Regions from separate parts of the Mus musculus genome. Here all the other regions are linked to region 1. The links are chromatin contacts, called in public Hi-C and promoter capture Hi-C maps. All regions are on one chromosome and are shown on one strand. The core of a region is the stretch at or near the end of the contact, and the rest is flanking DNA. Distances in the headings are between cores, read along the strand shown. Region 1 holds the start of Lmf1 (lipase maturation factor 1). Region 2 holds the start of Fance (Fanconi anemia, complementation group E). Region 3 holds the start of Nudt3 (nudix (nucleotide diphosphate linked moiety X)-type motif 3).

Region 1 (3,783 bases), core at 545-3,044:
CTATCCCTCCTGTAGATTCCCTTCATCTTGCTCTGAGTGTGTCAGTACCAACGTTCCCAGAATTCCTTAGTATTGCATGGGATAAAACAGCACAAGCCTAGATAGTTTTTTCCACCCGCTTTAGAGAGAATAAGTGGAAACTCAGGCAGGCAAACACACGGGACCGTTTGGTTAAGAACTCCAGTTCTCCAATGCACCCGGAAGTAGCCAGTCCGTCACACAAAAATGCACATGAGCCTGACTCTCCACATGAGAGCCACATGGACACAGCCCAAAGTCTAAGATGACTCTTCTGAAAGATGCCGAAGGTACACCATGCACGAGCCTGGCATGTCCTGGGCCCTGGGGCTTACTTAGCACTCAGTTTTGCCTTCCTTACTAAAAGGCTGGGCCATGGCCACCAGTGTCCACATAGTCACTGGGCCACCCCCTAGGTATTAGGAATTAGGGTGAGGATTTGGAACCCACAGTTACTCCCACCAGACAGATGTCCACAGGTTTTAAGCCTGAGCTCCGTCTCATGGCCACAGGCAGGGCAGGCCCAGTGTGAGTAGACAGGCGCTCAGCCTCAGCTGGGGGTTCAGGTGTCACTATAGTGAGTTGTTTGGAACTGGTTCTATATGACATCTCCTGGCCCACTACTGTGGGTAGCAATAACAGGCCAGGAGCTGAGGGGACATCAGTGCCCAGTGTAGTGGTCCACACCTTTAATCCCAGCACTCTGGAGGCAGAGGCAGGCAGATCTCTGTGAGGAGTTCAAGACCAGCCTGGTCTACAGAACAAGTTCCAGGGCAGCCAGGACTATGCAGAGCAACCCTGTTTTAAAAAACAAACAAACAGTAACCAAACCAACAACAACAAAAACCAAAACCAAAAAGCGGTGTGTATGGGGGACACCAGCCTGCCTGCCTGCCAGTACCTTTGATTCCGCTTTTCCTGAAGTGAAGGAGGCTAAGACTCTTTAGGCTCAGGTAGGTATGGGATGCTGCAGTGGACTGTAAAGGTCTGCAGAGCCTAAGCAGAACCTTGGAGTCCTTCCAGAGCTGACCTGGTTGAACCTCACTTCTTGCCTACCAGTGAAATCTGGCTAGATCCTTGGGCCCTCTGCCGGGTGCCCTTCCAAGCAGGTCAGGTTGGAGCTGTTGCACAACCTTTGGGTCCAGTGGGGGACCCACTGAGAGAAGGCAAAAGGGGCGAGGCTAGGTCTAAGTTGCAGGCTAAAGACCGTCATCTCCCCTAGGGCTTCGGAACAGGAATAGAATTAGCATCGTCTCGCCATTCCCAGGGTGCAGGCAGAGGGAGTGCATGGGGACTGCCTTCGCCTCTTACACGTGCTAAGTGGGGCTGTGGAGAGGCAGGGGTTGGGGTGGGGTCCCAGGAACACGCCGAGGAGGGACCTGACATAAAGTTTAAGCAGCCACTGAGTGGGAGGTGAGAAGGCGGGGTCCGGAAGCTCACAGAAGGGCAGAATGGTTTTAGTGCAGGATCCTTGAAGCCTATAGAGGGACAAACGGGAGTCCGGAAGCAATTAGGGTTTGGGACCAGGTCACAGGATGCCGGCAACAGCCCGCTCCCACCGGACACTCACAGTAAATGAAAGCGAGGGCCCGCAGGAGCACGATTCTAGTCAGCCAGAAGGTGCCCGTGTGCAGCCGAGCTGGAGAATCTGCGGGATCTCTAGCCAGAGAAGGTTGCGACGCTGGACTGTGCTCCGCACCCCCGACCTTCCGTTTTCTCAGCGACCCCTCGGGCGCAGCCATTACTAGGCTGTCTGGGCGCATGAGCACAAAGGGCGGTGCGCGCGGAGGCCACGCCCACAAGCCCGAAAGCCACACAAGCTCCCCTGGATGACACGCGGACCTCTTGCAGCCAAGGCCCACGCGCCACGCCCTCTCTGGGCGGTCTCTCCTAGCGGTGGGCGTCTCCGTGGTGGCTTCAGTATTTGCAGAGAGTGAAGCGACAGGGGAAGGAGCTAGTGACGGCAGGCCGTGTCCTGGGTGCGAATGTGCAGGGAAGGCCAGGCCTGTGGCCGTGGCAGAGCAGGGTTTTCATCCTGTATTCCTCTGCTGCCCGCTGCCCAGGAAGGCGCAGATTATACTATAGGACAACTGACAGGAAGAAACCTGAAATTTGCCCTGGAACCTCCTGCTTTCTCTTCTTCCTAAATCTCCTTGTCTGTGGTCCCCAGAGACCTCAGTATACAGGTGGCACCTCTATGAAGATCTAGGACCGTGTTCAAGCTATTTATGGGGCCACTGGACCATCAAGGACTCAGATTTACCCACCAGTAGCATGCGCAGAATCCCAAGGAGACACACCTTAAATGCTGCTTTTATATTTGACTTTATATTTAATAGCTCAGACTGGCCTTGAGCTATAAAGCCCAGAATGACAGCAAAGAAATTGTCCTCATGAGCTGCCTCCCTCGATGCTGGTATTACATGCCACTTGCCTGATAGCAATTCTGCTTTTTCGTGTTAGGTGCCACTCCAGCACTGCCCACAAATGATACTAGAAAGGCGTTCTGCAGCAGAGAAAAGGAGGGTCACTGGTTGTTGTTTGTTTGTTTGTTTGTTTGTTTTTTAACAACTTATCCTTAGCATCTCCTTTTTGTGATTGCTGCTTTGACATATAAGTTACCAATGCTGCATGGTTAAACATGGCATCAACAGCCAGAGTGGTTATAATGCCAACTACAGGGCTCTCTGGAACAAGGGTTTTTTTCCATCCATCTTTCAGAGCTTTCTATGTATTAAAGATCTTGTGCCTTTCTGAATTATCACTGGTTGGTTTTTTTTTTTTTTTTTTTTTGCAACTTATCCTTAGCATCTCCTTTTTGTGATTGCTGCTTTGACATATAAATGACCAATGCTTGCATGGTTAAACAACCCATTAATATTTATACCTCTACACCAGCAGTGAGCCTTTTGTGGGTAAGGACTGGTGTGCTGTTGCTGGGACTCTTCCCGGCCTCCAGGCTTCCTGATACTAGAGTGCTAGCATAGAAATACAGCCTACAACGTGCTTTGGGTATTTTTTTTTTAAGTTTCCTTTTCTTTTTCTTCAGAAGCACTCCCTTGGGAGCCCAGCTGAGAGTATGCCCCATTACAGATGTTGTGATAGGTAATACAAATACTTCCCACCTGCCAGGCTTCCTACAGGCCAGCATCTGCCCAAGGTCTCAAGAATTTAGAGACTGAAGGAACTGTGTATCCTGCATCCAGATCTTTCAGTAGGAACCCTTAGCCCTGCCTCTCCTCACTGGCATATGCCAGGCATGGGATGGGCCAGCAGAGACCTTTGGGGGGGGCAGCTTTAGTCGGCACAACTTCCTCAAATTATTTCTGGAAGCCAGAGCTATGCAGGGAATAGAAGGAGAGGAAGGACCGCTCTGCCATCAGGTGTGACCCTGGGTGCTGTGGCTCAGGTGGGGACCATCCTCACAAAGAGCCCTTTGTCCTCAGCTTCCCCTTGCAGTGGTAACATTGTCCTCCCTGCAGAAGGGCACAATGGGGCATTGTGAAGAGCATAAAGTGGACCTCTTGTTCCAGCATCCAGCGCCCAGCTGGGGCTGGGACTCAGCTCTAGCGTCCCTCTTGGATTTGCCCACGGTGGGCGAGGACAGCAGAAGGGGTCTGCAGGAAATTTGGGTCCTCAGTGGCTGGAGGTTCTTGCCCCTGGCCTGCCTTTCTGGGATGCCATCTGGAACCAGCTTTCAAGCAGGTCACACAGGGCAGGGTTGAGCCAAGAAGAGGTTATCGTGCTTGCCTGTTTCTGCCCGAG
Region 2 (3,783 bases), core at 684-3,183, 2.7 Mb before region 1:
CTGGTTGGGGCATACTGGCTCTGGAGTTGAACACTGTGGCAGGCAACAGGCAGGGACTGGATGGCAGGACCTTCGAGAGCTGCCTAGGGTAGGTGGCCAGGTCTGGTGGCACATACCTTTAATCCCAGCACTTGCAAAGCTAAGGTAGACAGATCTCTATGAGTTTGAGGCCAGTCAGAGCTAAACAATGAGACTCTGTCTCCAAAACAAAACAAGCAGGGGTCGCTGAGGATGGAGGGGTCAGGGACCCCTGACATGCACGGGCCCTGTTCTTAGATCCCTGCATCAGAAAGGGCTTCACAGAGCAAGTGAGCCAGGAAGCAGAAAGAAAGAACCCCATAACAACCCTTAATCCCACCCTTTACTGCTCCTAAGGGGCCGGCTGCTGCAAACAGCTGGCATATCCTCTCTCAACCCTGGCCTCCAGAGCTTCCCAGGGTCCCATGACTTTAGCTCTCTAGGATTCTACTGAGGTAGCCAGTGTGACCTGAACCAAGTGACCATGTCTTCAAGCCTCCCCCTGTGTCAGGGCCATTATCACACCAAGGTGCCTGTCATGTGAGGATAATAGAGAAATATATATTGGAAATATAGGAAATATATATAATATAGAGAAATATATATAGAAAATATAGGAGATATATATGTGTATATATACATATACATACATACATACATATATACATATATACATACACACACACACACACACACACACACATATATATATATATATATATATATATATATATATATATATATATCCTTTATTGTGATAGGGTTTCTCTGTGTAGCCCTCGCTATCCTGGAACTCGCTCTGTATACCATGCTGGCCTCAAACTCACAAGAGATCTGTCAGTCTCTAGTTTTCTTGGCCTGTGCAGTCTTGGTTTCCAACTTGAAGCAATCCTCCTGTCTCAGCTTCCTGACCGCTGAAACCAGACCCTACACTGTATGACCTGTATTTTTGTTTTTCGAGACAGGGTTTCTCTGTATAGCCCTGGCTGTCCTGGAACTCAGAAATCCGCCTCCCTCTGCCTCCCGAGCGCTGCGATTAAAGGCATGTGCCCCCACGCCCGGCATGACCTGTATTTTTAACACAGGTGTCCACTTGACAAGAACATCTGTATTAGAGATACATTATTTGTGTTTTGGCAGAGTCTATGTTGTCCTGGGTGGTCTTGAACTTAAAGATCCTCATGCCTCTGCCTACTGGGTAGTGCTATTACCAGCGTGCACCACCACACCCCGCCTTTTATTCTTCTTAGGACAGAGTCTCACTCTGTTGCCCTGGAACTCAAGAGACATATGCTCGCCTCTGCCTCCAAATGCTGGAGTTAAAGCCATGCACCAGCAGCTCAGCAACTGGAGATGGAAGCAAAGCAAACAAACTCAGTCTGCACTTAGAATTCTGCCTGACAAAATGCGTGTCTCAGCCCAGTGCTGGCACGCGCACTTGTAATCCTGTCACCGAGGACATGGCTGCCGGAGTTCCAGGCTAACTTAGGCTAGATGGAACCCTGCCTCAACTACACAAATAAGCAGGGGGGAGGCGGCGGGGGCCACGGGCGGGGACTCACAGCTCTAGGCGGCCGTCGGGGCCCCGCACCTCGGGCTCTAAGTGGCCCAGCGCCTCCAGGAAGCCATCCCAAGGGAAGTGCTCCGCGCGGCGGCCGAGGGCGCGCAGAACCCCTAGCCCGCGCCGCGCACCCTCAGGCCCTGCCTGTAGCGCCTGAAGCAGGAGGCGGGCAGGGGCCTCCAGGCTCGCCCAGGGCGCCGCTCCGGCCGAGGCTACGGAGTCCGACCCCGGCGTCGCCAGCGCAGAGCGGACGCGGGGCGGCGGCTAGGACACGCGGGATCGGAGCGCCACTCCAGCCGCGCAAAGCTCCCGAAGCCAAGGAAAGCCGGAGCACCCTGTAGAGCCTGAAGGGGCGGGATCTAGCGATCGGGGCGGGGCCGGAAGGGACGTGATCATCGGGAGGGGGCGGGACCATCAACTAACCAGACCTGTAAGAGAGCGTCCAGGAGAGGGGCGGAGCGGGGACGGAGCGAGGGCATCAGGAAGCAACTTAACTCCCTGCATAGTACGAGAAGCCCGCGAAGGGGCGGGGCCGGTTCCTGCGTCTGGAGCCAATCTGATCCGCGCTTGATGGAGCGGCTGTACTATACTGCTGCCTAATCTTAGTCCTTCTCCACGTCTTTTTAAAATGTTTCTTTTCAAAAATTATTTTATGCCGGGCGTGGTGGCGCACGCCTTTAATCCCAGCACTCGGGAGGCAGAGGCAGGCGGATTTCTGAGTTCGAGGCCAGCCTGGTCTACAGAGTGAGTTCCAGGACAGCCAGGGCTATACAGAGAAACCCTGTCTCGAGAAAAAAAAAAAAAGCAAAAATTATTTTATGCGTATGGGTGATTTGCTTGTATATATGTAAATGCACTATGTCTAGTGCCCGCGGAGGCCAGAAGAGGGCGTGGGATGTCCTGGGACTGGAGTTAGCGGCTGTAAATTTACATGTGGGGTCCTCTGCAAGAGCAGCTAATACTCTTAACCGCTGAGCCATCATCCCTCCAACTCTGTTTCCATTTTGCCTTTTCTGTGTGTGTGTGTGTGTGTGTGTGTGTGTGTGCCTGTGTGTATATATATGTATGTGGGCCAAATGTGTGCAGGAGACCTGGAAGGTCAGAAGAGAAAATCAAAATCTTTGAAACTTGAGTTATAGGCAGTTAAGACTGCACGCGCATGCTGAGAAACCCCAGTCTTTACGAATACAATTAGCACTCTTAACCACTAAGCCATCTCTCTAGTTCCTATCCTTTTACATTTCTATTTTTACTCATGTGTATGGGGCGTATGTGTATGTGTAGCTGGGAAATATCTCTATGTGTATATAGTATGTATGTGTTCTGAACCTTAGTCCTCTGTGAGACAGCAATATGGCCTCTTAACTGATAAGACATCTCCCCAGCCACAAATTATCAAATATTTTGACCGTGACAGTTACTTTCAGGAAGAAAAAAAAAAAAAAGGAGATAAATTGAGATGCCTTATAATAGGATGACCAGGCAAAATGAACCCAATAAGGTCCAGGTCAGGGAGTCTGTAGGGAGGTTGCTACAGGAAGAGAAGAAACAGGGCAACGGCCCTGGAGCTGCAGGGTGGCTGAAGAGGAGATCAGAGAGGCTACCAGGCTTGAGGTCACACAGAGGACATTGGCTTTCTACTCTATCATGGGAACCCATGGCAGCATTTTTGAGCTGATTTTGATCTAAGCCAAACTATTTATTTCAAAAGAATTAGTTGGAAAAGGTGAGGTCTTTACTGCTTCACAAAGTGGGAGAAAAGGCAAAAAGACAAAAAAAAAAAAAAGAAAAAAAAGAAAGAAAGAAAAAAAGAAAGGAAGGAAGAAAGAAAGAAAAAGAAAATGCCTTCTTCTAGTAACCTCCTTTCTCGGTGTTCCACAGAGGAACTGTGGCAGATGTGGGCCCTAAGAAGTACAGCTGGGACCTCCCCCAAGCCTCAACCAGGACCTCACTGCCTAAGGCTTCGCATTTGAGTCATCTGGGTAGAAGTGGGGCAGAGTTCTAAACCTGGTTTAGGTTTCCACATTCAGAGAAGTCCAGGACAATATCCTCACCCCCTGAGGAATGTACAGTGCAGTCCCCCAGAAGTCAAGGAAAGCAGATGGTCCCTGGGGACAGGGCCTAAAAACGAACAGTCTTCAGACAGCATGGGACAGCTCAGTTATAGCTTATTGTTTTTTTCTACCAAAATCCTTCTACAAAAC
Region 3 (3,783 bases), core at 924-3,423, 2.0 Mb before region 1:
TTTACTATTTTGTTAAGACATAGCCACACCCTCAACTCCCGGGCTTGTGCTGTTTCTAATTATCATGGAGTCATTAACGTTAGCAGGGAGGACATCCCTTGGAAGGAAAGAGTCTTCCACTGCTAGTACTGGTTCCAGAAAATATGCATGTTATTACACAGATAAGCCTTAAGTCCACAGCAGTCATTGACATTCATGAAGGCTCACACCGGGGCCCTGTCCCAGGGGCAGGAACCCTGTCACTTTGTCCCCACCAAGGTTACACCAGGCTCAGCAAGGGACTAAGAAGGGTCCTGGGTAAAGCAACATTTATGGAAGCTATAAATCAAATGGGACTCTCAAATTCTGAAGAGTATCCACAAGAAGCATCAATAGGCATAATTCTAGTTTGTTATGTCTGTCTGTGTGCAGTGCCTACAGAATCCAGGTGTTGAGACTGGAGTTACAGGTGGTGGGGAGCCACCTCATATGGGTACTAAGGACCAGACTGGGATCTTCTTCAAGACTAGTAAGTGTTCTTAACTGCTGAGCCCCTTTGGGACGGGGTTTCATGTAGCCTAGGCTAACCTCAAACTTGCTGTGTAACCACAGATGGCCTTGAATTCTTGATTTTCCTGCCTCTGTCTCCACAGTGCTTGGATTACTGCCATTGCCTAGTTAATTTGGAATCTAGAGTTTCATACAAACTAGGCAAATTTCAGTTTTAAATTGTATTTAGCTATTACTGATAACGCCCAGTGCTTTCTGCTTCCTGGACACTTGGACATTTTCAGGCGCTCCTATCCCTGAGGCACCTTTTCAGCCAGACTTTTTACATTTTTACTTTATTGGTGTTTTGGCTGTATATATATCTGTGTGAAGGAGCCAACAGACAGTTGTGAGCTACTCTGTATGGTACCATGTGAACTACCATATACTGGGAATTGAATCAGGGTCCTCTGGAAGAACAGCCAGTGTTCTTAATCACTGAGCCATCCCTCCAGCCCCTTCATTTAGTTTTTAAAGAAGTTAGAATATGTGTGGACACATATGTCATAGAGCACATGTAGCGGTGAAGCTTGTGGGAGTTGGTTCTCTCCTTTCGCTATGTGTGCCAGGGATCTAGCTCAGGTGGTCAGGCTCCATGGCCAGTGCCCTTTTAAACTGACACATCTCTTGGGCCCCTCTAGATTATTAATGAAGTATACTACATACAAGATGATTAAAACAGGTAACGGGGACCCGTCAGATATCCCAGAAAGGTCATTTGCAGCCAGGCCTGACCACTTAAATTCAGTCTCCTGGTCCTCTGTGGTGGGAGAAAATGGATTCGTTTAAGTTGCCCTCTGACCTCACAGAAGCAATCATGGCGCACACACCTGTCCCCACAAACGTACGCTGTGCGCTTTGGGATTTATTTATAAATCTTGAATATCTTGACAGAATTTTCTAAACGTTTAGCACACGGTAATGGTGCCCGTTTTGTTGCAGGAACGCTGTAGCCCACTTTCACGTCCTCTAAGAGGGTCATCCCAGTGTTATAGTCACGGCCAGAAACCATATTTCATGATTTACGTACGTGTGCTGTGCACACTCTTACAGTCTCTCCCTTTCTGCTCCTGTTTAAGAGGATGGCGTTCTCTCTTTTCTTTCCTTCCTTTTTTATTTTCTTTTTTGCAGTGCTGAGGTTCGAACCCAGTCCCTCAAGCATGTCGCCAGGCAAGTGGCAGCTTTTGCCTTTTTTGCACAAATGGCTGCAGGACGCACATATGTCCAGACAGCTACCAACTGACCGCAAAGAGCAGCCCCGCCCCGCCCCACTCCTGATCCCCAGCAGCTAAGGTTGACAGTCTGCGGCGAGGGACAGCAGAGCGGCGCTGTCACTCTCCCTGTCATCTGAGCGGCGCGACCTTGGATCGGGCTGGGCCGCTCAGCCGGTGACCTTGGGCGGGCCCCTGCTCTCTGCCCAGCGGCGCCCGGGACCGTGGGGTCGCGGGTGGTGCCCACGCGCCGCGCCTCACCCGGCTTCCGCCATCCCCAGCCCTACGCTGTCTGCGTAGCAGCCGCGCCAGCTTCCGCGGCCTTCAGTGCAGACGCTCTCCCGCGCCGGGCGCGATTCCGGAACGCCGTCCGCGCTGCGCACGCGCGGCCGTCCGGCGAGCCCGCGTGCCTTACGCAGCTGACGCAGCGCGTCCAAAATGGCGGCGCGGTCGTCGTCGGGGGCGGCGGCGGTAGAGGGGGCGGTGGCGGTGGCGACGGCGGCCGTGACGGCGGCGCAGGGCCTGGGCCGGGGGCAATGAGGCTGTCCCGCCGCGGAGCCGTGTAGCGGACACACAGACCCTCCTCCCCGCCCTCTCGATCGAGCCTGGGGCGCGCGCGCGCGCGGCCGCCCGCCTGCAGCAGGCTCCCCTTCCCTGGACTCCGAGGCCCCGCACGGCACCCCCCACCCGGGCCCGGAGGATGATGAAGCTCAAGTCGAACCAGACCCGCACCTACGACGGCGACGGCTACAAGAAGCGGGCCGCGTGCCTGTGCTTCCGCAGCGAGAGCGAGGAGGAGGTGAGGCGCCCTGCCGGGGGTCGGCGGCGCCCGACGGGGTTTCCTGGGGAGAAGGGGGGGTGGGGAGCGGAGTGGAGAGGGCCCGGGGCAGCGGGATGCCATCCCGCGGCGGGCCGTCGGGGGTTGGCCGCCGTTCGCCCGGGGCAGTGGCTAGGCAGCTCGGCGCTCGGCACACGTGCATGGGGCGCAGGCCGGCCTTTGTGGCGGAGCGGAGGGCCGCTCCCTCCCTCCCTCCCTCCCCGCAGGGTTGCTGCTGGCCGAGGGGAGGTGGCTGCGGGCGAGCACTGGCAGCGACAAGCCGGGGCCAGCCGTTCGATTCTAACGTTGAGCTGCTGAGTCCGTATGGTTGGAGCCTGAAAAGAAAGGGCACTGGACACGGTTGTCGTCGAGGTTGTTATTCATATTGACCGGAACACTTCACGACCATCAAAAGCTGTATTTATGAAGATCTCTGTCCCGACGTTTCTCTGCTGTGCCCAATAGGATGAGTCGTAGGGTAAGCTAGGATAATAGAACGTTTTAGAGTCTTGTTCCTTTTTCCTTAAGGAACTTAAAAAAAAATTTTTTTTTCGGCTTCACAAAGCCGTTTCTGTGGTGATGAAGCGAGATTCATGAAAGGCGCGTGGTTTGTAAATCCACAAAGAATAGCTGCTTTGGAAATTCATAAAATGCCTGTGGGGACACATTGCTGTCGTGTGTGTGCATGGTGGTAAGATGGCAGTTCGCTTGAAAACAATGAAGGGCAGTGAAACTGAGTATGTTTTATCCCGGCCCTCGGCGGTGGGCTGGGGTGGCAAGCCTGCAGTACGGTGCATCGTGTTGAAATGGGCGACAGGAACTTGACCCGTTAGTTATGAAAGGCTCTGATGAAAGGGAGGATGGACTACCAGGAATCACTGTCCGGTAGATACTCAGGAGGAGGAAGAGGAGGAGGAGGAGGGGGAATTTAAATGAAATGACGGCCTGAAGAAAATCCGTGAAAGCATTCTTTGTGCTGTTGAGGGATTGCAAAACAGGAGTTTTGGAAATGTATACTTTGTTACTTTCCTTCATTACCAAAGGTCCCCGAAAGACGCGCTTTGTAAGTAAGCAAGGTCAAGTTTTAAATGATGCGCTGGCTTTGGAATACGTGAGGTAAAACTGTCTATGGTGAAGGCTGTTCTAGAAGCTTTGTTTTCTTCATTATCATATGGGAAGTCAGATGGGATCTGGGCTGTTAGCGGGAGGAAAAGGAATTAGCATAAT

Evidence for each region. Hi-C and Micro-C count contacts between places; a contact is called where the count stands out from the background. Capture Hi-C pulls out chosen DNA fragments and counts their contacts.
Region 2: a promoter capture Hi-C map of liver shows a contact between it and region 1, with 2.9 times the contacts expected there. The contact joins the promoter of Fance here to the promoter of Lmf1 in region 1.
Region 3: a contact with region 1 is called in a Hi-C map of B cells, with 6 read pairs. The contact joins the promoter of Nudt3 here to the promoter of Lmf1 in region 1. A contact is called at or near these places in 1 of 484 Hi-C or Micro-C datasets (B cells) and 2 of 9 other capture datasets (adipose tissue and pancreatic islet).

What each region holds. Positions count from the first base shown.
Region 1 is chr17:25,577,185-25,580,967 of GRCm38.p6, reverse strand. Lmf1 (lipase maturation factor 1) reads right to left here and starts at 1,794. Exons shown (of 11, transcript NM_029624.4): 1 at 1,589-1,794. The coding sequence starts at 1,781.
Region 2 is chr17:28,311,680-28,315,462 of GRCm38.p6, reverse strand. It overlaps Fance (Fanconi anemia, complementation group E), which reads right to left and starts at 1,933. Exons shown (of 10, transcript NM_001163819.1): 1 at 1,581-1,933. The coding sequence starts at 1,819.
Region 3 is chr17:27,621,842-27,625,624 of GRCm38.p6, reverse strand. It overlaps Nudt3 (nudix (nucleotide diphosphate linked moiety X)-type motif 3), which reads left to right and starts at 2,173. Exons shown (of 5, transcript NM_019837.2): 1 at 2,173-2,538. The coding sequence starts at 2,440.